5 separate regions of the Mus musculus genome follow, and all the other regions are linked to region 5. A link is a contact called in public ChIA-PET, HiChIP or PLAC-seq and Micro-C data. All regions are on one chromosome and are shown on one strand. Each heading gives the region's core, a stretch centred on a gene start, on an enhancer-like site or on the middle of the called end of the contact. The rest is flanking DNA. Distances are from core to core; before and after follow the strand shown.

What was found. Hi-C and Micro-C count contacts between places; a contact is called where the count stands out from the background. ChIA-PET counts read pairs in DNA pulled down with a chosen protein or histone mark. HiChIP or PLAC-seq counts read pairs in DNA pulled down with a chosen protein or histone mark.
Region 1: a contact with region 5 is called in an H3K4me3 HiChIP or PLAC-seq map of embryonic stem cells, with 12 read pairs. The contact joins the promoter of Fgf8 here to the promoter of Trim8 in region 5. A contact is called at or near these places in 1 of 484 Hi-C or Micro-C datasets (embryonic stem cells), 1 of 115 datasets of contacts at active chromatin or transcription factors (embryonic stem cells) and 1 of 9 other capture datasets (embryonic stem cells).
Region 2: an RNA polymerase II ChIA-PET map of memory CD8 T cells shows a contact between it and region 5, with 37 read pairs. The contact joins the promoter of Pcgf6 here to the promoter of Trim8 in region 5. A contact is called at or near these places in 4 of 39 promoter capture datasets (cranial neural crest, frontonasal cranial neural crest, liver and 1 more), 4 of 115 datasets of contacts at active chromatin or transcription factors (bone marrow-derived macrophages, embryonic forebrain, extraembryonic endoderm stem cells and 1 more) and 1 of 9 other capture datasets (adipose tissue).
Region 3: an RNA polymerase II ChIA-PET map of memory CD8 T cells shows a contact between it and region 5, with 47 read pairs. The contact joins the promoter of Taf5 here to the promoter of Trim8 in region 5. A contact is called at or near these places in 5 of 39 promoter capture datasets (cranial neural crest, frontonasal cranial neural crest, liver and 2 more), 3 of 484 Hi-C or Micro-C datasets (CD4 T cells and embryonic stem cells), 5 of 115 datasets of contacts at active chromatin or transcription factors (bone marrow-derived macrophages, double positive thymocytes, effector CD8 T cells and 2 more) and 2 of 9 other capture datasets (adipose tissue and embryonic stem cells).
Region 4: a Micro-C map of embryonic stem cells shows a contact between it and region 5, with 2.6 times the contacts expected there. The contact joins the promoter of Ina here to the promoter of Trim8 in region 5. A contact is called at or near these places in 1 of 39 promoter capture datasets (liver), 3 of 484 Hi-C or Micro-C datasets (all in embryonic stem cells), 7 of 115 datasets of contacts at active chromatin or transcription factors (embryonic hindbrain, embryonic stem cells and large pre-B cells) and 1 of 9 other capture datasets (embryonic stem cells).

What each region holds. Positions count from the first base shown.
Region 1 is chr19:45,740,603-45,744,757 of GRCm38.p6, reverse strand. It overlaps Fgf8 (fibroblast growth factor 8), which reads left to right and starts at 1,874. Exons shown (of 6, transcript NM_001166361.1): 1 at 1,874-2,105; 2 at 2,206-2,242; 3 at 2,761-2,847; 4 at 3,079-3,259. The coding sequence starts at 2,074. RefSeq lists enhancers at 3,529-4,155, 3,107-4,155.
Region 2 is chr19:47,047,932-47,052,172 of GRCm38.p6, reverse strand. Pcgf6 (polycomb group ring finger 6) reads left to right here and starts at 1,267. Exons shown (of 10, transcript NM_027654.3): 1 at 1,267-1,722; 2 at 3,084-3,183; 3 at 3,277-3,373; 4 at 4,010-4,065; 5 at 4,167-4,226. The coding sequence starts at 1,354.
Region 3 is chr19:47,066,469-47,070,349 of GRCm38.p6, reverse strand. Taf5 (TATA-box binding protein associated factor 5) reads right to left here and starts at 2,602. Exons shown (of 11, transcript NM_177342.3): 1 at 2,024-2,602. The coding sequence starts at 2,585.
Region 4 is chr19:47,012,546-47,016,608 of GRCm38.p6, reverse strand. Ina (internexin neuronal intermediate filament protein, alpha) reads right to left here and starts at 1,928. Exons shown (of 3, transcript NM_146100.5): 1 at 790-1,928. The coding sequence starts at 1,854. It also overlaps a transcript of Nt5c2 not described here.
Region 5 is chr19:46,498,793-46,502,983 of GRCm38.p6, reverse strand. Trim8 (tripartite motif-containing 8) reads right to left here and starts at 1,336. Exons shown (of 6, transcript NM_053100.2): 1 at 1-1,336. The coding sequence starts at 540.

The DNA.
Region 1 (4,155 bases), core at 625-3,124, 760 kb after region 5:
AGCAAACAGATATCACCTTTGTCAGCTTGAAGCAATGAAAAAAAAAAAAAAAAGACAAGTCATTCTAAAGGCCCCTCAGCAAGCACACAGAGAAAGCAAGGGGTTGGCCTTTGTCAACCCCTTGGACACTGGAGTCCGTCTACCCCATTTCCCCCTTCATGGGCCCACTCTCCAGTGGGACTGAAAAGAGCTATTGCCTGCCAAATCACTGACAGATAAAAGCTACCATCGGTTGGCAGGTGAAGCCACCAAAGGTGGAAGATAGTCTAATGGCTCAGTCAGGTGGCCCCCATCCATCCATCCAACACTACCTGCAGAGCTACAGCTCTGCCCTGAGCTTCAATCCTTGGGCCTGTAAGACAGATTCCTCCCTCACCTCCAGGTCTGGGTGGATCAAAACAGCGGGGAACAGAATTTGTGAGGAGACTCACCTATGAGCTCAGGAAGTCTACTCTGAGGAGGGCTGAGACTGTCTCCTTGGAACCAGTTCTTCTCTATATTGCTCAGCACTTGAAGGGCTGAGATGGACTCCCCTAACCATATATATATATATATATATATATATATATATATATATATATATTACTCCGTGTTTGCATTTGCAAGATGGGATGCATAAAAGGGGGGCGGCAGGCCGAACCGGATGGGGACTGACAAGGGCCTGCTTGCCTCTCTTTAGCCTACAAAGACTTTCTGGGGCCACCGCAAACCCCTAGTTCTACCCCGGAGGCACAGAGGATCAGTAGAGGGGAGGCTGTGGATGAAGGCAGAGCTGGGTGGTACATCCACGGAGCCACCTGGTCTTCAAAAATACCTGGCCTGGGAAATCTCTGTGCCTGCGGTAACAAAATAGTGGCTCAGGGTTCCCAGAAACCCTATGGAGAAAGCAATGGGGCGACGGGCTTGAAAAGGCTTACAGAAGTCTCTACCTTCTCACCAGCACCTCCCTCTTCCAAGTGACACAAGACACCAGGTACCTGCTCAAGGAAAACCTGGAACTCAGAAGGGGAAAGGCTAGGCAGCTTGGGTCCGTGTCCTGAATGTTGCTGAACGTAGTTATTTTTGCCCCTGCTAATTGCTCAGAAGCAGTGGCTGTGGGTCCTTCAGAGACCCCTGAGCTCTTACCACATAGACGCTTCAAGGTTTTTCTTAAGCTTTATAGACTAGTGCAGTTGGATGGACAGGAGCAAGGCTGAAGGTGATAATGGGGTGGCAAGGGGCATTTCTCCCTCCCAGAGCCTCTTTGGAGACTGTGAGACAGAAAACCAGCGGGGTTGGGTTTTTAGAAAGGTGAAGGCACCGGGTTCCAGTGGCGCCCAAGGGGACGCTCAGCACCGGGGCCCAGTTCACTGTTAGCTGCAGGCTCCCAAGAGGGGCGCGTGCGACCGCAGCACACATTAGGCGACCCAGAGACCTTCTAGGAGGCCAGAGATAAGCAGACCCGACCCTAAGCAGATCAACAGTCCTGCAGGACTCAAGTGTACGGGACCCCACTAAACATGTTGTCCCAGACGCCCCCCAATCCCTGGACGATCCCGCCCCCGGAACGCTGGAAGAGACAGGCAAGGGTAGTGGGAGGCGCCCACACCAGCCGCCCCCGCCCCTCCCGCGGGTCCCTAGACCCCTCCCCTGGGCCAGACCCCCCAATCCCTGCTCTGCCCGCCGCCCCGCCCCCGGCCGCCCCGCCCCCGCCCCGGGCGGCGACCCGGCCCCAGCGCCCAGCCGGGGGTGCGGGCTCCGGCCGCCCGCCCCGCGCTCCCCCCTCGCGGCCGGTGCGGCGCCCCCCGCCCCTGCCCTCCCCCTCCCTTCCCACCTCCCCACCCACCCCACAGGCCCGTTACCCTCCCGCCTGCTCGGGCTCCTGAGCAGCCAGCGGCCACCGGCTCCAGCAGCGGCTCAGAGGGGTTCGGCGCGCGCGGCGAGCACGACATTCCACGAGCCGCGTCGGGATAGCCGCTGGCCTCCCGCACCCCGACCTCCCTCAGCCTCCGCACCTTCGGCTTGTCCCCCCGCGGCCTCCAGTGGGACGGCGTGACCCCGCTCGGGCTCTCAGTGCTCCCGGGGCCGCGCGCCATGGGCAGCCCCCGCTCCGCGCTGAGCTGCCTGTGAGTACCGCGGTCGCCCCCGCGTCCCCGTCGGCCAGCGCCCGCCGAGCCCTCTCCGCTCACCCCGCGCCTCTTTCCTGCCCGCTTTTGTCTCCCACAGGCTGTTGCACTTGCTGGTTCTCTGCCTCCAAGCCCAGGTAAGGAGCGCTGCGCAGAAGCGGGGGCCGGGCGCGGGGAACCCAGCTGACACTCTCGGGCAGGGACACGAGGACCGACCCTTCGGCCAGCGCAGCAGGGCTGGAAAGAACTTTACAAATCCAGCCCCAAACTACCCCGAGGAGGGATCTAAGGAACAGAGAGACAGTGTCCTGCCTAAAGTCACACAGCGAGTGAGTGGAGAGACTAGAACCCAAGGGTCTTGAGCCCAGCGACTGGCCAGTTCGGGTGGATGGGAAGGCTACCTGTAGCCACACCTGGCCTCCTAGGAAGGCGGGAGCTGGAGTCAGCGGGTGTTCCTTGTCAAGGGTAGTTGGGATGTAGTTGCAGCGAATATCCTCGCCGCTGCTCTCTGGGGAGACCTGTGGCCGGTTTGGGCCAACGATCGTGTTAACCTAGGCCCTTTGCATTCTCAACATTTGCTCCGTAAATTTGTCTTTATAAATGTCACGGGTCGGGTAGCGTTGCCTCGCTACTTAAAAGCACCCTGCTCCTCTAGGAAGGCCCGGGCGGGGGGCCTGCGCTGGGCAGGGAGCCCACTTCCCTGCTCCGAGCTGGCCGGGAGCCCCAGGGTGTTTCCCAACAGGTGGGTCCAGACTCCCTCATTCCCGGGTTCATCCATCCATCCTGGGCTGGGTCTGCGCGACTTCCCCGAGGGGGTTGGTGGCCTGAGCCGGCATGTTGTGGGGATGCCCCCAGTCCCCGCTGGCTGCCTGGCGCGGCGGGAGGCGGGTACAAGGGCAATGGGGACCAACTCGGGGCCCCTGGGCGGAGTAGCGTTATAATGGCGTGCTGTGTATTTTTCAATTTCCTAAAGGTAACTGTTCAGTCCTCACCTAATTTTACACAGCATGTGAGGGAGCAGAGCCTGGTGACGGATCAGCTCAGCCGCCGCCTCATCCGGACCTACCAGCTCTACAGCCGCACCAGCGGGAAGCACGTGCAGGTCCTGGCCAACAAGCGCATCAACGCCATGGCAGAAGACGGAGACCCCTTCGGTAAGGTGCATTCCCGGACCCTGGAGAGGAGAGGTAGCTTGGACCTCGCCGCCCCTTGCCAGCCCCAGCTGCATCAGCCAGAAAGGCCTGCGGGCTCTCCACCTGAGAAGGGAAGGAGTTAAGACGAAAAGGTGCCTTGGGGTCAGCTGGAGAGAATAGTGGGGAAGGGACCCTGGGGAGGACGAGGCCAACAGGTGCCCTCTCTTCCCTGCTCCGCAAATGAATGAATCCAGGAGTCTCCCTTACAATCTTCACACACCTCTACCCGGCTGCAGGTGGAGGCAGAGGGTTCAGAGGAGAGGCCCAAATTTAAGGGGAGTTCTTGAAAGAGGATATGTCGCCAGGGCCCACAAAAGGAGAGTGGGAAAAAGAAAGTAGAGAAATCCCCCAGTTCGCCCAGTTTGAAAAAGGGACAGAACTGCTAACTGATCAGAAGGGTCAATTGCACAGGGAGACTCGGCCTGCAAGTTAGACTCCGGGCTCCACTGTGGATACCCCAGGGGACTGAGTCGGCTGGCGGCTTCCCGCAGGGCTGCTGAGTACAGGGAGCTACTGGGGCAGGGGCTGAGAACTGATTGATTTCTACAACATTCAATATTCTTGTCTTGAAATGGGGCCAATTTCCAGACTCCTTGGATGTACCACAAGGAAGCCAAACCCTCAGGGTGGCTGGTGTTGTTTTTAGAGAGTGGGATATTGTAAGTTTAAAAACCTTTAAATAATGACCAACTTAAGCGAGCATGAAAGGAGAAAGGAAAACTCTATTAAAATGTAATAAAAAGGTGAGGCATTTTAAGAGCTAAGAAGAAAAATGGAGAATGATATAAAACAGAAAAAGAACCAGGCGTTTTCTTTTTCAGATGTAGAGTTTGAAAGGAGTTGCAAGTCTGTAAATG
Region 2 (4,241 bases), core at 18-2,517, 550 kb before region 5:
AAAGATTTATTTACTTTATATACACAGTAGCTGTCTTCAGACACACCCGAAGAGGGCTTAGGATCCCATTACAGATGGTTGTGAACCACCATGTGGTTGCTAGGATTTGAACTCATGCCCTCTGGAAGAGCAGTCAGTGCTCTTAACTGCTGAGCCATCTTTCCAGCCAGCCCTGGGTTTGTTTGTTTGTTTGTTTGTTTTAGACAGTGTTTCTCTGTTATGCTCTGGCTATCCTGGAACTCACTCTGTAGACTGGCCTAGGACTCAAGAGATTTGCCCGTTTCTGCCTCAGTGCTGGGATTAAAGGTTCCTTTACCACTTGGCTCCAATTGAAAACTATATTTTATTTATTTTTCATTTTTATGTGTAGCATGTTTTGCTTGCATATATGTATGTTCACCATTTGCATCCCTGGTGCCCAGAGAGGACAAAAGACAGCATCTGGAACTAGATGGTTGTGAACAGCCATTTGGGTGCTTGGAAGAGGGGTTCTTCTTAAAGGGCCTCTCTGCACGAGCATCGAAGTGCTCTTAACAGCTGGAGCCATCTTTCCAGCTCAAGACACCTCCACGTTTAACTGTCTCAATAGTGTTCAAAAGTCCAAAGACACCCTTCAGTGGGTAAGGTCTGGAACTTTTCTCTTCCTTTTGGAGACAGGGGTGTTGGAGTGCTGCCCAGGTGGGTCTCAAATTCCTTGGCTCTAACATTCTGCCTACTCAAGGCTGAAATTAATAAGTAGGTAACCATACTTGGCTTATGTGGTTATTCTTATCAAAGCTGTCCTCTAACTTTTCCCCCTCATTTCTCAGAAATCATTTCGCGAATCAGTTCTCTCCCTCTAACATGGGTATTGAACTCAGGTCGTCACACTTGGAGGCAAATTTTTTACCTGCTGAGCCAGCTTAGGGTTTTTGTTTGTTTGTTTGGTGAGACAAGGTCTTACTAAGTAGATAGATGCCATTAACCATGGACGGAAAACCACAATTAGTCCTCAAAATGAAACCATCACTCCTAATTCAAGAACACATGGCATCTAGAGTTCAATGTTCCATGAATAAACTGGTGCAAGTAAAATACTGAAACTGTAGCATTTTAGACTCTCCTGAACAGCACACTGCAGGCTTCGACCGCGAAAACCGGTGAGCTTCCTTCAAGGCGTGGCCCACACGCCCCGCCCCAACCTGAGCAGCTCCGCCTCACCTAGGTAGCCTAGGTGAACCACACTTCCCAGCGGCCTCTGCGGAGCGCCGGCGCCTGCGCACTGGTACGAAAGGGGGCTCGTGCTCAACTCGCGCGCTAGCCGTCCGACTCGCCTTGCCTCGCTCTCAACTCGCCAGATTTCTGATCCCCGCCATGGACGAGGCTGAGACGGACGCCACGGAAAACAAGCGCGCCTCTGAGGCCAAGCGAGCCTCAGCCATGCCGCCACCGCCACCGCCTCCGCCTCCCATCTCTCCGCCCGCCCTCATCCCGGCACCCGCGGCCGGCGAGGAGGGCCCGGCGTCCCTGGGCCAGGCGGGCGCTGCCGGCTGCTCTCGCTCTCGGCCCCCGGCGTTGGAGCCCGAGCGCAGCCTGGGCCGCTTGAGAGGCCGCTTCGAGGACTACGATGAAGAGTTGGAAGAGGAGGAGGAGATGGAGGAGGAAGAAGAGGAGGAGGAAGAGATGAGCCACTTCTCTCTGCGTCTGGAGTCCGGACGGGCAGACTCCGAGGACGAGGAGGAGGTATCGACGACCCTGCCAGACCTGGCTGCGCTCGAGCGGCCTCTGGGACCCAGCGGGGCGCAGACCTGTGGTTGCCGTTGTCGCTGGAGCTCGCGGCGCTTGTGTAGCGCTCCATCCCCGCCCACCCAGGCGTGGCCTCTCTCCGGCTTCATTTATTTTGTGGAGTCCTTGCAGATCATTTAGGGCACTCTGGGTCCCGTTTTTTTGTTTGTTTTTGTTTTTGTTTTTTTTACATTCTGTAAAAGTCTTTGCGTAACGTGGAGGGAGTTAGATGTCTAAGGCTACTGGCAGGTGTACTCTTTTTTTTCTGCAGGATGTTGAGAGGGTTTGGGACCCCTCCCCCATTAAAAATAAATAACAAATGTGTGAAGAAAGGCATCCCGGGGATAGGGTGTAGGCCAGTTGATACAGTGTATCTCTGCCCTGCAGGACGCTCGGAGTTCGAGTCACAGCACTGTCTACACTGGATGTGGTAGTAGACACTTGTTACTACCAACATTCGTGAGGCAGAGGCAGCAAGTTCAAAGTCATCCTTGGTAATGTGGGGAGACCAGGCAGGTTTAAGGGCTTTTTGTAAACCAACAAAAGAACAGGTGCCTTTCACTGTTAGTTTCCTATATGTCAGAGAACTGGGACCGCTTAGATACAGTGTTTTCTTTAGATTGGATATTTTGAAGGGTTGGAGTGCAATTAAGTTACACTGCTTATAATGAAATCTTGGGATCATGGCTTAACTTGTTTTGAAATGAGACCTTGTAGTGTTGGCTTTGGACTGGGTTTGATGTTGTGATTTTAAAAAGATAAAGGGGTATTAATATATGTTCTATGGGGGTGTGGCGAGGTGTGGGGGAAGGGGGTGCCCCAGCGGGCCCATGCCAAGGCATCCCTTACCCCTGAGGGACCAGCCACACGACGATATAGTATAGAATAGAGTTTATTCAGGGCATGGGGAGGGAAGTTAAGAGGGTAGTAGAGGCAGAGAGAGAGAGACAGAGTAGAGAAGTGGAGGAGGGCCATGACCACGTGTAGAGAGGGCGGGAAGGGAATGGGGAGAGAGATGGAGCAAGGGAGGGAAGAGGCAAGGGAGAGAAGCAGGAGTAAGAGGAGGGGGCAAGCAGTCCCTTTTATAGTGGGCCAAACCTACCTAGCTGTTGCCAGGTAACTGTGGGGAGGAGCATACCTGGCTGTTGCCAAGTAACTGTGGGGGTGGAGTCCAGACCCTACCAACACTCTTGGGCTCAGATGTCACAGCTGACTTGTGTAAGTTGGAATATAGGCATTAGACTTCCTACTTGCAGCTAGCTTCTGAATTTGAGAAGGGAAAGGCTTGTATCCTAAAATGGTTACTGTTGCACTTACAGCGCCTGATAAACCTTGTCGAGCTGACCCCCTACATCCTGTGTTCGATTTGCAAAGGTTACCTGATAGATGCAACCACCATTACAGAGTGTCTTCATACCTGTAAGCACATAGTTCGCATTTCCGAATGGTGTTTTAAAAATGTGAAGATGTCTGTAAACCATCCTAAATTAAACATTTTTTCTCTTTCACTAGTTTGTAAAAGCTGCATTGTGAGACATTTTTACTATAGTAACAGATGCCCAAAATGCAACATAGTTGTCCACCAGACTCAGCCTCTTTATAATATAAGGTAAGAATATACACACTTAAAATGTATCCACATTTAAAATCATTGTTGCCAGTGTTTTTTGTTTTTTTTTTTTTTCTGAAATCTTGACATTGTGCAGTTGGGGGTAAATCCTTTGAATGCTATCAAAACGAGAAGGAAGGGAACTGCACAAGAAGTGTGTGTGGAGCACTTACTGTGTATCAGGCACAGACGGCTAGATCTGCTGGAGACTTTAAAAGCAAAACTCAGTGTGTAGACCATGCTGGCTTTAACCTCAGATCCACATGCCTCTGCGTCCCGAGTCTGGGATTAAAGGCGTGTGCAGCACAGCACCTAGCTTCAGCAGTCTGTTTGTTTTAACTTTTATGTGTGCATGTGTACCACATGTGTACTTGGGGCTTTTGGAGTCACAGGAGATGGTTGGATTCTCTGGAACTGAGAGTCACAGATGGTCTTCTGGAAGAGCAGCCAATGCTCGTCTCCGTCTCTGCAGCTGAGATGGAACGCAGCAATTAAAATGCAGTCCGGCATCAAGTTCACGTTCTTACCAAGCATGCAAGACCAAGGAGCAATGCTCCTAAGAGAAAATAGTGAATTCATTTTGTACCTAAATTCTTTTTTGGATTCTGAGATATTCTCCATTCTTCTTTTTATTAGGTTGGACCGGCAGTTACAAGACATAGTATACAAATTAGTGATCAATCTAGAGGAAAGTAAGTTTCTTTTATTTCATAGTTGTGAATCCCAAAGTCTCTGTCTCTGTTAGTTACATCGTAAGTGTAGTAATTTAGTCTGTGTTTTATCATTTTTTTAGGAGAAAAAAAGCAAATGCATGACTTCTATAAAGAAAGAGGTCTAGAAGTCCCCAAGCCTGGTAAGTTTGGATGTG
Region 3 (3,881 bases), core at 1,353-3,852, 570 kb before region 5:
AGTGCAAACAGCATACATCACACTCCAGTGCCTTGTATATAAATCCTGTACCATCAGTCCTGTGATACCCTCATGTTCAACATCAATCACCTTATATAAAATATCAGCATCTCAGGGGAAAGGGGAACATTTGTTATAGCTCTGGAATATAAAAGGCTACAACTCAACTGCATGTACTGAAAGCAAGTTCTATAACCAATCACTGCAAGGTAGAAAGCCTGAGTATTTGTTTGCAGTATAGCAATACAAAACAATAATGCTTTTTTAAAAATCAAATTAGAGTTTGGATGTTGAAAATTTTGGCAAACTACAGTTATAGTGTTATATCCTGTTATGTTCTTTAAAAAGTGATTATACTACTCTTTATTGAGAAAATTATAATTAAGGTTATAATTTTGTAGTCATTCTCATGGTCTCTTTTTCTCCTTGGTTTCTTGAGTATGATCTAAAAGAATAAGTCAAGTTTCTTGACAGATGAGAGATATTAGAAAAATAGTATAATAATATAAATTGTTACTATACAGTCACAAAATTTAGCATATAGAAAAGACCCTCCTCAGTTACATTTTCCACATATTTTTACTTATCACCCCCTTCCCCCATTACTATATTTAGCTGGGGATGGCTTTCTCACAGTAATTCTCCTTCCTGCCTCAGCATCCCAAGTGCTGGCATTATAAACAAGACACAGTTCTATTTATGGATCACAGTGTCATGTGTTCAAACTCCCTGTCTGGCAATGCTCTCACTGAAACAGATTAACATGTCTAGAACCACTAACCTGGATAACTTAATTCAATAGTTACTGATCTCCTGAGTTTAATTTTTTTAAAGATTTATTTATTATTATACATAAGTACTCCATAGCTGTCTTCAGACACCAGAAGAGGGAATCAGATCTCATTACAGATGGTTGTGAGCCACCATGTGGTTGCTGGGATTTGAACTCAGGACCTTCGGAAGAGCAGTCGGTGCTCTTAACCACTGAGCCATCTCTCCAGCCCCGAGTTTAAAATTTTTAAGTTTGGTGTATATTAAAGACAAGTTTCAGGTAGCTGGGACTCTCCTTCCACCGTGTCGGTTCTGAGGACCCAACTCAGGGGATCATACATGGCAGCAAGCGTCTTCATCCGAAAGTGTTTTACGATATGGATTTGTGACAAGTTTCTGGGAGAAACGTGGACATGGGTTGTCAGTAACTGGAGTCAGGAACTAAACTTTCAGAACTAGGCACATTACTCATTACATCTTAGACTCGTAATAACTTACTTAGTAAAAAGGCAAAATAAAATAAAATAACCCCCCCAAAAAAAAACCTTTAACTGACATCACACAAGAAAAAGCAACAGAGACAAAAAGGTCTGCCCCACTCCTGCCCGTAGACTTAAGAGTTTTCAAAAGCTCTGCAAGGCAGATTCCCAGACTCTGCCCTTACAGAGTTTAATAAGCCTTAAGTGATGCTCAGAAATCCTCTAAAACACTTAACACCAGCGGTTCTCAGCCCACATTCTAAGAAACACTTACAACCTCCACTCTGGAGGTGTTATCCAAAGCAAGCCCTTCCGGCTTTGCTCAAAAAGTCCGTTGTCTCGTCTCAAAAGGAGAGATGAGAACTATACAGTTGTGAAAAATCAAGACACGGAAAGTACCTGCTGTACAATAGTAGTATGGGAATGTGACAGTACGATACTCGTGTTCACGCGAACCCAATCCTAGGTTCCTAAGTCTAAGTAAGAGCAGAAACCCCGAAACCCCTAAGGTTCCCCTCTTCTGTCAATCCCCGGTCCCTGGCGCCTCCCTCGACTCCACAGCCCTGCTGCTCAGCCTCTGGCTGGAACTGACAGCTCAGAAGAGGGTTTGACTGCGCAGCCGGCGCAGGAGCGAAAGGGGCGGGCGTGTGGCCCTAGAGGCGGGCCCAGGAAATTCAAAACAAGCCCGCAGAGGTGCAGGCCCGCCAGCCCTCGCCTTCCCGGCTAGCTCCCCTTCCAGCCGGCGCTCCTCAGCCCGGGAGCCCGAGACTCACCCTTTCCCGGAGCCGCAGGACCTGAGGCTGAACCCGAGAACACCGAGGTCACCGAGGCGCCCGTCCCCGGAGGCTCGGGGGCCGCAGAGCCGGGAACTGAAGCGGTGACCCGGCTGAGAAGCGCGCTGGCCGCCTCCGCGCCGGCCCCGTCCAACTCTCCCGGAGCTCCGGAGCCCGCCACCGCCTCCTCCAGCAGCCGGGCCTCCCGGCGCAGCGCCTCTTCGGCCTCGCGGAGGTTGCTCTGCCGGAGGAATTGCAGCACGGCCAGGAGGGTCTGTCGGTCGTGGGGAGCGCCGGCCTCCGCCGGAGCGGCGGGCACCGGGGCCGCCCCCGCCGGGGCAGCGGCGGAGACAGCCACCCCAGGCTTGGGGGTCCCGCCGTCCCCGCCGGCCGCCGCTGCCACTGCCACATTCCCGCCGCCGCCGCCGTTGGGGCCGTTGTTGGGAGTGCCGCCGCTCCCCTCGCCTGCGCCGTCGCCAGCCTGCGGAGGTAGCAGCGTCGGCGGTCCCTCAGGCTCTAGCTTGACCGCCACCTCCGTCTGCTCCTCCGCCAGCGCCGCCATCTTGCGGCTGAGCCACCTCGCGCCGTCAAGCGTGACTGCGTTTTCGCCACATGGAGGGCGGGGGTAGGGCGTTTCACGACAGCCGGGGCAGGCCATTTACGGCAGTGGGAGGAGCTAGCGAGGAGAAAAGGCACGAGAAAGAGCTACTTTCAAAACCGAGCGAAAGGCAGGCAGGAAGTGGGAGTTGCTTACCGTCAGTCTCTATTGCATTTGCCTGCTAATTACCGTTTATTGCATTCAGGCGATGAGATAGCCGTTTTATATTATACGAGCTCTTTTAATTCAACAAGTTTAAAGGTGCTAATCCCTGGAGTCTTTACAGACGGCTTAACCAGAATCCAAAGAGGTTAAATACCATGCTAAAATCACACGCGAAGAAAACGATTCACGCCCAGGTATTTAATTCAAAAGCACATAGCATTTATCAGAAAGAGGCCTCCTAGTTACTGGAAAGGCTCTCTGATGCTGTGGGCTGAGCAGTGGTTACTTTTTCAGTTTTTCTTTCTTTCTTTTTTTTTTTTTTTTTTTGGTTTGGTTTGTTTTTTCGAGACAGGGTTTCTCTATAGAGCCCTGGCTGTTCTGGAACTCACTTTGTAGACCAGGCTGGCCTCGAACTCAGAAATCCGCTGAGTGCTGCGATTAAAGGCGTGCGCCACCACGCCCGGCTCTTTTTCACTTTTTATTCCTGTAAAAATCTAGCTTTGTGAACTTTACAGTATATGTTATATCGTTTATTTTTTTTAAAAAAGCCTTTAAGCTGGATGTAGTTTCTAAAAATAAATTTAAGCCGAAGATAGAGGTCACAGGATCGCCTCAGCAAGTTCTAGATCAGTCAGGGCTACACTGTCTCCGGAGACCTTGTCTCCAACAAGAACAAGAACAACAAAACCAAAACCAACAACAAAATCAACTATAAAGTTAAAGAGAAAAAAAAGTTAATTTCTTCTCATTCCTTGTTACCAAATAAACCATTTCTGTCCTAAGGAAAAAATTTTTTTTCCTTTTTAAAGAAAAGATTAAGGCAGGGTCTTATGCACGCAGGCTGGCCTTGAACCTGCTGTGAAGTTAAGGGGGACCTTGAATTTCTGGTCCTCCTGCCTTCACCTTCCAAGTGTAGGGGTCCAGCTAAAAAGTTTTTATATAGACGTTTTTATGACTAAAATGTTTCTACTGTGTATTAATTACCCATTGTTACTATTTTGTTGTTGTTTGGGGCAGTACTAGGAAGTGAACCTCACCCTGCCTCTTGAATCCTAGGCAGTGTTCTGCTGCTGGGCTACAACAGCAGCCCTTACT
Region 4 (4,063 bases), core at 679-3,178, 510 kb before region 5:
GTCTCGCGGGTTTCGTGTGTGTGTGTGTGTGTGTGTGTGTGTGTGTGTGTGTGTGTGTGTGTGTGTGTGTGCGCCCGCGCGCGCAAGGGTGGGGCAAGGCAGTTGTCATTAGCTTAAATATGCTACATCCCACTCCTTTTTTAGAGCAAAACTCAAGAAAGTGAGCCTTCTTCCCAATCCTAAAGCGGACGATACTCTGTAAATATCAATTCTCAGTAAGACTCAGAAAAGACTTCTCAAAGTCAACTAAACAAACCAGATTCTTAAGTACCCGCCCACAGAAGCCATGACCTGCGCCCTCTGGGGACACTTTGGGTCGGCACTGTTCTGTTAGTGTGTCTGTACTCTTGGTGACAGGAAGGCATGGTTACTTTTTTTTTTTTTTTTGACTCCTAGAAAGATTAAAGACTCCTTTGTTAGAAGAGTTCAGACAAGCGACTGGGGGTGGGGTTGTGGCTCCGTGTTACTGCATATGCCTAGTATATGCATGAAGACTTGGGCTCTGTGCCTCAAACTCCCCCACCCTCCAAAATAGAGGGCGAAGACATCAAGGGCTTGAAGAGCTAGCTTCCAGGCACATACAGTCCACATTTGCGGCTGCATGCGTGAGACTTCGTGGTTTTTTTTTTAATTTGTTTGTTTGTTTGTTGACTGACGCCTCTAGTCAACGCTCCCCTCTCTCCCCTTTCCCTCCCGTGGTTTCCTAGGGCACCAGTTTACAGGGAGTGAAGCTATCTCTGTACGGAAAAGGACAGGGCACTCTTTCCTATGCAGCATCCCAGCCCTTACCTGGTAGCCGGCCACCTCAGCGCTGTGCCGCTCCTCCAGTTCCAAGATCTGCCTCTCCAGGGACTCATTGGCTCCGCGCAGACCCTCTATCTCAATGGTACGTGCCTGGAGCTGGCGCCGGTACTCGTGGATCTCCTCTCGGCTGGCTCGGATGGCTTCGGTGCTGCGCGCAGCCTGCTCGTTTAGGTTGGCGAACTTGGACTTGTACCACTCCTCGGCGGACTGCAGGTTCTTAGCGGCCAGGGACTCATACTGCGCGCGGATCTCCCTCAGCGCCGAAGTCAGGTCTGGTTTAGCCACGGCCACGTCCACCTCGGCGGCGGCTTGCGAAGACGCCTGCAACGTGGCCAGGAGCTCGGCCACCTCCTCGTCGTGGACCTGGCGCACGAAAGCCAGCTCGTCCAGCAGCGACTCCACCTTCTTCTCCAGATCCAGGCGGGCCAGGGTGGCGCCGTCCACGTCGCGCTGCTGCGCCTTCAGGGCGCGCTCGGCGCCTTCGCGCCCGCGGCTCTCCTCCTCGCAGCGCGCCCGCAGTCGCTGCACCTCCTCGGCCAGCCCATCGCGCTCCAGCAGGGCCTGCGCGCGCGCCGAGCTCGCCTCCTCCAGCTGCGCGCGCAGCTCGCGCAGCTCGCGCTGGAAGAGCTCGCCGACGCGCGACGGCTCGGCGTGGCGCTGGCGCAGCGCGGCCAGCTCGGCCTCGAGCGCACGGTTCTGCGTCTCCAGCTGGTGCACCTTCTCGATGAACACGGCGAAGCGGTCGTTGAGGCCCTGCAGCTGCTCCTTCTCGTTAGTGCGGATGATCTTGTACTCGTTGGTGCGCGCCGCCGCCTGGCTCAGGTCCAGCCCGTCGGAGGCCGGCAGGCGGCGGTAGGCCAGGCCCAGGCCGAGGGACGAGGCCGAGGAGCAGGCGGCCGTGGAGGCCACATTGCTGCGGGACAGCGACTGCGAGCGGAAGCTGCCCGAGCCTCCCGGCCCGGACAGGCGCGCGGAGAGGCGCGAGCTGTCCCCGAACACCTTGCGGTAGGAGGAGGCGGAGCACAAATAGTGCTCCGATCCGAAGCTCATGGTGCCGGGGTCGGGGCCGGGTGCGCGGCTGCGGCGGGACCTGGCGAGGACGCGAAGGTGCGGCAAGGCTGGGTGCGGCGGGGCGGTGTGCGGGGCTTTTAAGGCGCGGGGTTGGGGCGACGCGCTAGGGGTGGAGCTTCATCTTCAGATCGAGCGGGGAGAGGAAGGGGGGCCTGCGGGGGCGGGGGAGCGCAGTGCCACCGCAGCTGCGCGCCACCGTCCTGGGCCGTCCCTGTCCGCTGCGCCTGTACCCCAAGAATCTGCCTTGGGAATGACCGGAGGGGAGGGAGTGCCCAAACAACCTTGGCTTCCCGGCCGAGCGCTCTCAGCTCTTTGATGGCGTTAGAGCCTGTCCTTTTTTTTCTGCTCTTATCCCCCACGGAGAGGAGGTTTTTCTGAAAGGTGTCCTCTATTCTCATCCGCATCCCAGAGTTCCCAAGGGTAAGGCCCTGTTCCTCTCCACTCTTTACAGGGGGAGCGGGCAACCCCCTCTTTATCTCCTGGCTTAGGCGGCTCCTGGTTCTCTTCGGAGAAAGTGGGACCACTTCAGAGAGCATCCCTCAGTTCCGCCACCACAGGAGATAGGATTCGCAGAAAGAGTGAGATTCTCGGGGACATTGGTGACGAACAAGAGGCTGATTTTTTTTTTCCCCAAGGGTGCAAAGGGTTACCGGGAGGAAAGCGGTCTGTCCTGGAAAGGACAAAGCGTTGAGAATTAGCAGGATTCACCTCTAGACCTCCAGTCACCGTGCGTGCCAGGACCGCAGGCTGCTAGAAAGGCTGCAGGCTTTGGTTTAAACAAACAAAAAGCCCCAAACCAACAACAAAACACATTAGATTTTAAAACGTTTCAAAACTGGATTTCTAGTCAGGAGGTTTCATCTAAACAGAAACTGGATTGATTTTGATCTTTTAATGCCCAGCCCCTGCTACTCTTGAAAGCAGAAGGTTTAGGATGACTGCGGTGGGCGAGTGCCTTTGTTTAAGTGCGTTGTTCCTCAGGGCTCCCAGCACTTCAGAGTCACCCCTCTTACCCCGGTTTTTGTTTTTTTGTTTTTGTTTTTATCTGTCTGGCCCTGCAAGCGTTTGACAATCCATTCTGAATTGGACGGGAGCACCATTTTCTGTGGGGATTAGTCTTTGGACCAAAGACTCATTTCCAGGAGTGAGGCAGAGGAGCAGGGCTGACAGAATTGGCCGTCCTCGCCACACCCGGTTAGGATGGAGTGGGAGCCTGAACGATAGATGGATCTAGTTTACCTTCTATCCTGTGGCACAACTCCAGGAAATGTGAAGCCCTTTGCTTTCTAGTTCCGAATTCCAAACTTACATTTGTTTGTTTTGAAACAAGGCTCCCATTCTGTGCCCCTAGTAGCTAAGTTGGTTTTGCTCTCAGTCTAAGCTGGCCTTGAGCTCCTGGCAATCCTCCTGCCTCTGCCTCCCACATGCAGCAGTCACCAGTGTGGCCCACCATAGCTGGCCCTTATCACCTTTTATGATCTTGGGGTTCTAGAACAAGTTTTGTTTCACTTCATGAAGGGATGTATTACTTGGACAGGACTCTGAAAGTAAGAGAAAAGTCATTTTATGGAACATATCCCCTGGCTTTGTGTCACAGCTGCCCTGTCTCCTTACCATTTACCAAAAACCCGAGCTAAAAACCATGCTGGTTTTTTTCGGGCTCTGTAAGACTCGGATGCTGGAAGACACCAGTGGTGGTGAGGAATTACTGCCTGGCAGTCATGGTGGAGTGCTTGAGTGTGGTTTTGTCTTTCTTCTGGCCGGTTTTCAAGATGGCTGTCATTCCTGGCCCAAGGCCACCAGGAAGCAACGGCATACATTCTTTCCAACACGGAATTTCTCTTAGTTTCACGAGACTCTTGTCATCTTTTGTAGCCAGAATAGGGCTCAGTAGGCTTCAGAGAATTTTGGTCAATAGCAGATGACCGGGGTTATATTTGAAGATCATTGAACTGAGAGGTGATGGGTGTGCATCTCGACCCTCCCTTGCTTACCGTGTAAGAGTGACAGCACCACAGCGCCTCTCGTGGTGGCGGAAGGCCGAGATGGCGCACCTGATTGTGCTGTTCATTCTGCTTCTGGATAAGGATATCTCTGCCATCTCTGGAACTCATACACATTTGCCTCCCAAGTGCTGGGGTTAAAGGAGTGTGAAACCATACCTGGCTGAAATACAATTTTTTTTTGT
Region 5 (4,191 bases), core at 87-2,586:
ACACACCGAGTGTCCCTGATGCGCGCCGCTGTAGTAGCAGCAGTACTGGCACACAGCCACCTGCTCGGCCTCGCAGTGGTACAGGCGGTAGGCGTTGTGCTGCGGGCAGCTCCAGGCCCGCACGTCGTCCGCCTCCACCAGGAGGTGCCCGCGGGCGGTGGAGGGCTGCTGCAGGTGCGTCTGCACGTGAGACTGGCAGCAGGGAGCCTCGCAGCGCAGGCAGACCTTCTGTGCCGGCAGCGGGGGGCCGCGGCGACAGAACACGCAGTGCAGTGCCGTCGGCGGCTTCTCCACGTGCAGGGCGTTGAACTTCTCCACGATGTTGGTGAGCTTCAGGTTCTTCTCCAGGCCCGGCTTCTGATTGTAGGCCTGGTTGCACTCCGGGCAGCGCACAAGGCCACTGTCCTTGGCCCAAGCCTCGCCGATGCAGCCCCGGCAGAAGTTATGTTTGCATGGCAGCTGCACCGGTTCCACGAAAACGTGCAGGCAGATGGGGCAGATGAGCTCCTCCTCAAAGCAGTTCTTCCAATTCTCCGCCATGGCGGCTGCGGGCAGGGGGCCCGGGTAGACCTCTCTAAGTCCCCAACCCTGGGGATCCGTCTGGTACAGCTGGGGACCCACCGAGCCCGGAGCTCCGGTCCCCGCCGGCCGCGCCAGTCGCTCAGTCACCAGCGCCTTCCGCGTGCCCGCCCCCCAGAGGAGGGAGCCTGGGTCCTCGCGCCGCGCGCGCCGCCGGCTGCGTCTCCTCCTCCTGGCGAGTGGCTAGCGGGAGGCGGCGGGCTGCGCCAGGGCCGCGGCCCGGGCACCAGCCCTGGAGGAGAGCGCTGTGGTCCAAATTCCATATAACAGGCCGCCTCCGGGGCAGCGCGGCTAGGGCAGCGGCGGCCCACGGCCTGCGCTCGGCCCCGCGGCTGACATCGGGGCGCGCCCCGCGGCGCACCGAGCGGGGGAGCCGCACTCTTCCTTTGGCGGCGACAGTGGCTACCTTCTGGCTGGTGCGAGCCGCGCCTTCCTCGCCTGGATCCCGGCCGAGGTCCGAGGGGGCACGGGAAGCTAGTTCGGCCGCGCCGAGGCTGGCTAGAGCCGGAGCCGGCGAGCAAGGCGCGCCAGCGGTCCCCGGGCCGTGGCGCAGGCGTCCCCCAGCTGGCCGGCCGGCTGCGGGTGGCAGGGCGCGGGCGGGCCGACTCCGGGGCGCTGCGTGCGCGCTGGGGCAGTCATTCAGATGAAATTCCAGTCCCCGGCCAGAGACACCAGCCCGCCTCTGCCTTCCTCCTCCCTTCACAAATAGAAACGGAAGGGGGAGGGAGAGAAGTGGAAAAAAAAAAAAAAAAAAAAAGGCAACCAGAGAGGGAGGGAGGGAGGGAGGGAGGGAGGGAGGGAGGGAGAAGCCCGGGAGGTGCTCCGGCCTGACCCCCTCGTCGCTACTTCTGCGCTCCCTGGAGGCCCCGCGCAGGGCGCCCCCGCCGCGGAGAGACCCCACTCCCTGTCCCCGCACTGGGCGGGCGCCTCGCCTGCGCTGAGGAAAACAAGGATTGATCAAACTAGAAAGGAATTTTTCTCAACTGCTAATGAACAGGAGGCTCGGCTCCCGGCCCTCCCCTCCCCCCGCCCGGCCCTCCCCCTTCGCCCCCCCACCCCACCCCTCCCCCCCACTTTCTTTTCTTCTCGGCCTCTGCTCCGGCCTGGAAGGCTCCGGGCTGCGGTCGGAGCCAGCCTGCGGCGGCGGCGGCGGGGCCAGGCCGAGCCAGCCGGGCCGGGTGCGTCCTCAGCGCCCAGCCATCTTGAGCTCCCAGCGGCCGCGGTGGGGACTGGGGGTCCGGGCGCGCGCTTGAGGGTCCTGTAGCTCGCTTTTCCACCCTCCCTTTGGTGGGATTTTTTTTTTCCTCCAAGGGGAGGGCTGGTGGTCTCCAACAAATTAGGAGAGAGAGAAGGAGAAAAATGCCAAGTCTTGATTTCTCTCTACCTCTGCTCCACCCATCCCGATCCTTTCCAAAAAAAAAAAAAAAATCTTTTAAAAAGATTAAAATTGGAAGAAGTCGGCAGAACGACGAGCGCCTGCTGCCCCCAGCGCTGCCCGGGAGACGCGTCCGGGGCGGGCCCGCGCCCGTCGCTCTGTCCGTGGGTCCGTTTGTCCTCCCGCAGCTTCTCAAGTGAGGGGAGGGCGGGCACTCCGGGCAGGGTCTCCGCTGCGGCTGTCGCTTCAGAGCTTTATCCTTAGATCAAAAAAAAAAAAAAAAAAAAAGAAAAAAAAAAGAAAGAAAAAAGAAAAAAAAAGGGGGGAGAGGAAGAAACCACCCCCCAGCCCGAACACTCATCACAGCCACCTTCAGCCATCTTGCGTGTATTATTTCAAGAATAATCTGTTTAATAGAAATAGCTGCGTCTCTGGCCCCCTTCTCCGCATCCTGGGGTCCCGCCCCCTTTTAATAATAATCTCGATAATAAAAATGATCAGCGGGCCGGGCAGTTAGAAGCTGCTTTTTTTCTGTCTCAGGTCTCTCCGCTTTCTTCCCTCTAAGAAGGGACACTAGGGGCTCACGCTGGGGTTGGGGGTGCGGCCCGCCGGTCCCCGCCACCAGCGCAGCGAGGAAGGGCCTCTCTCGCCTCTGCCTGGAGCAGCACGGGTGGGGGAGAGCCTCGGCCCGCGGGACCCACTGACGGGGCACACTGGGCACACTGTCTCCGGCCCCGGTTCGCAGCTGCCCCGCATACAATGGGTTCGAAGCAGAGTGAAGAGGGCAAGATGGGGGCGGGAGAAGGCAGGAGGATTGCGGCGCTCGGGGCTCCCGGATAAGGGCGATAGAAGAGGAGGGGGGAAGGGGTGTCCCTACATCAAGGCTGGTCCCGCTACTCGGAAAGGGGGCGGGGAGACGGGCGTTGGGGGGGGGAGGCGAGGAGAAAGCGGCAGGCGGCGCCTTTAATCAGCACCCGCTGGCTCAGCCCACCCGGTACGAGCGAAATAAACGGGGAGGGGGGAGGGGAGGGGCGTACTTTCCGGAAGTGCTGTTACAGATGCTTTGATTCTTGGCCCCGCCCCTTTCCCCTGTCTGGAATTAGGGCTGTTCCTGAAACGGCTTAGGCTATTGGTCCCTAAGGCGAGACCCCTCCTCTTTGAGGCGTGGCGAACTTCGTGCTCTCACGTGACTTGCACTAACTTCGGTACATTAAACATTGGGTGATGAGGGAGGGGCTCTAGCCCAGCTCCTTAAAACGGCAATAATGCTGCCAGGCTGTGGGACCATTTTTTTTTTCTGGGCCTCTTCAGCTATAGCTCTTTTTACTTGAGAGGAAAGAAGGGGTTTGTCAATCAGTCTGCTCAAATGTCTAGAGAAATTGAGCAGGAAATTGCCAAGGTTCAGCATGGAGCCGGATCTCTGAGATACTTTCCCCTACATCTCTGAAGCTTAAAACTACCTGCTAGCAATCCCTTTTCCTATTCAAAAGACGCTTAAAGAACTGTGAAATATCTAGGGTTTGTTGGTCAGTCAATGAATATACAGTATAACAAAGACCTGTTATATCAGAGGCATTTTTCTAGGTCTGGGGAATTGTCTGGAAAGCTACGTTGTTTTTTTTTTTTTTTTTTTTTTTTAATTTTAAATATAGGATAATTTCTGAGAGTAAGAGGCATACGCAAAGGCTCTAAGTAAAAGTAACATTTGACCCAGACCTGAATGCATACCAAAAATCATGAAGGAGCATCCTGGGAAGCAGGGCTCTCATCTAAAGGCAAAAACAAATGCACAAACTTGTACCTGGACAGAAAGAAGGCATCACGGGAGGGAGAGAAACAGGTAGGGACCAGAACATACAGGGCATTACCTGTCACAGTCACAGCAAGTCATTTGGACTCTAAGCTGGTTGTGAGCCATTGGGTTTGCTATATATTGGAAAGAGAGCCAACAGAACTTGTTTTTGGATTAGCTATGGGGCAGAAATAAATCCACATAATAACACCAACAACAAAAGAGGCTAGGAATAGAATCAAGATGTGCTTACCTTTCTATGTATATCCTGTTAAATATATAAATATGTTTATTGCCTCTATTATCTTGCACAATGTTTTATTTAGTTTATGGTGGAGGCAACTGAGCCCAAAGCCTTGGCCAAACTATATGTGTGTGGACTGGTGTGTGGACACATTTGAGTTCACCCACACAGGCTGGAGCACAGCCTTGTCTGGGGGTTGTT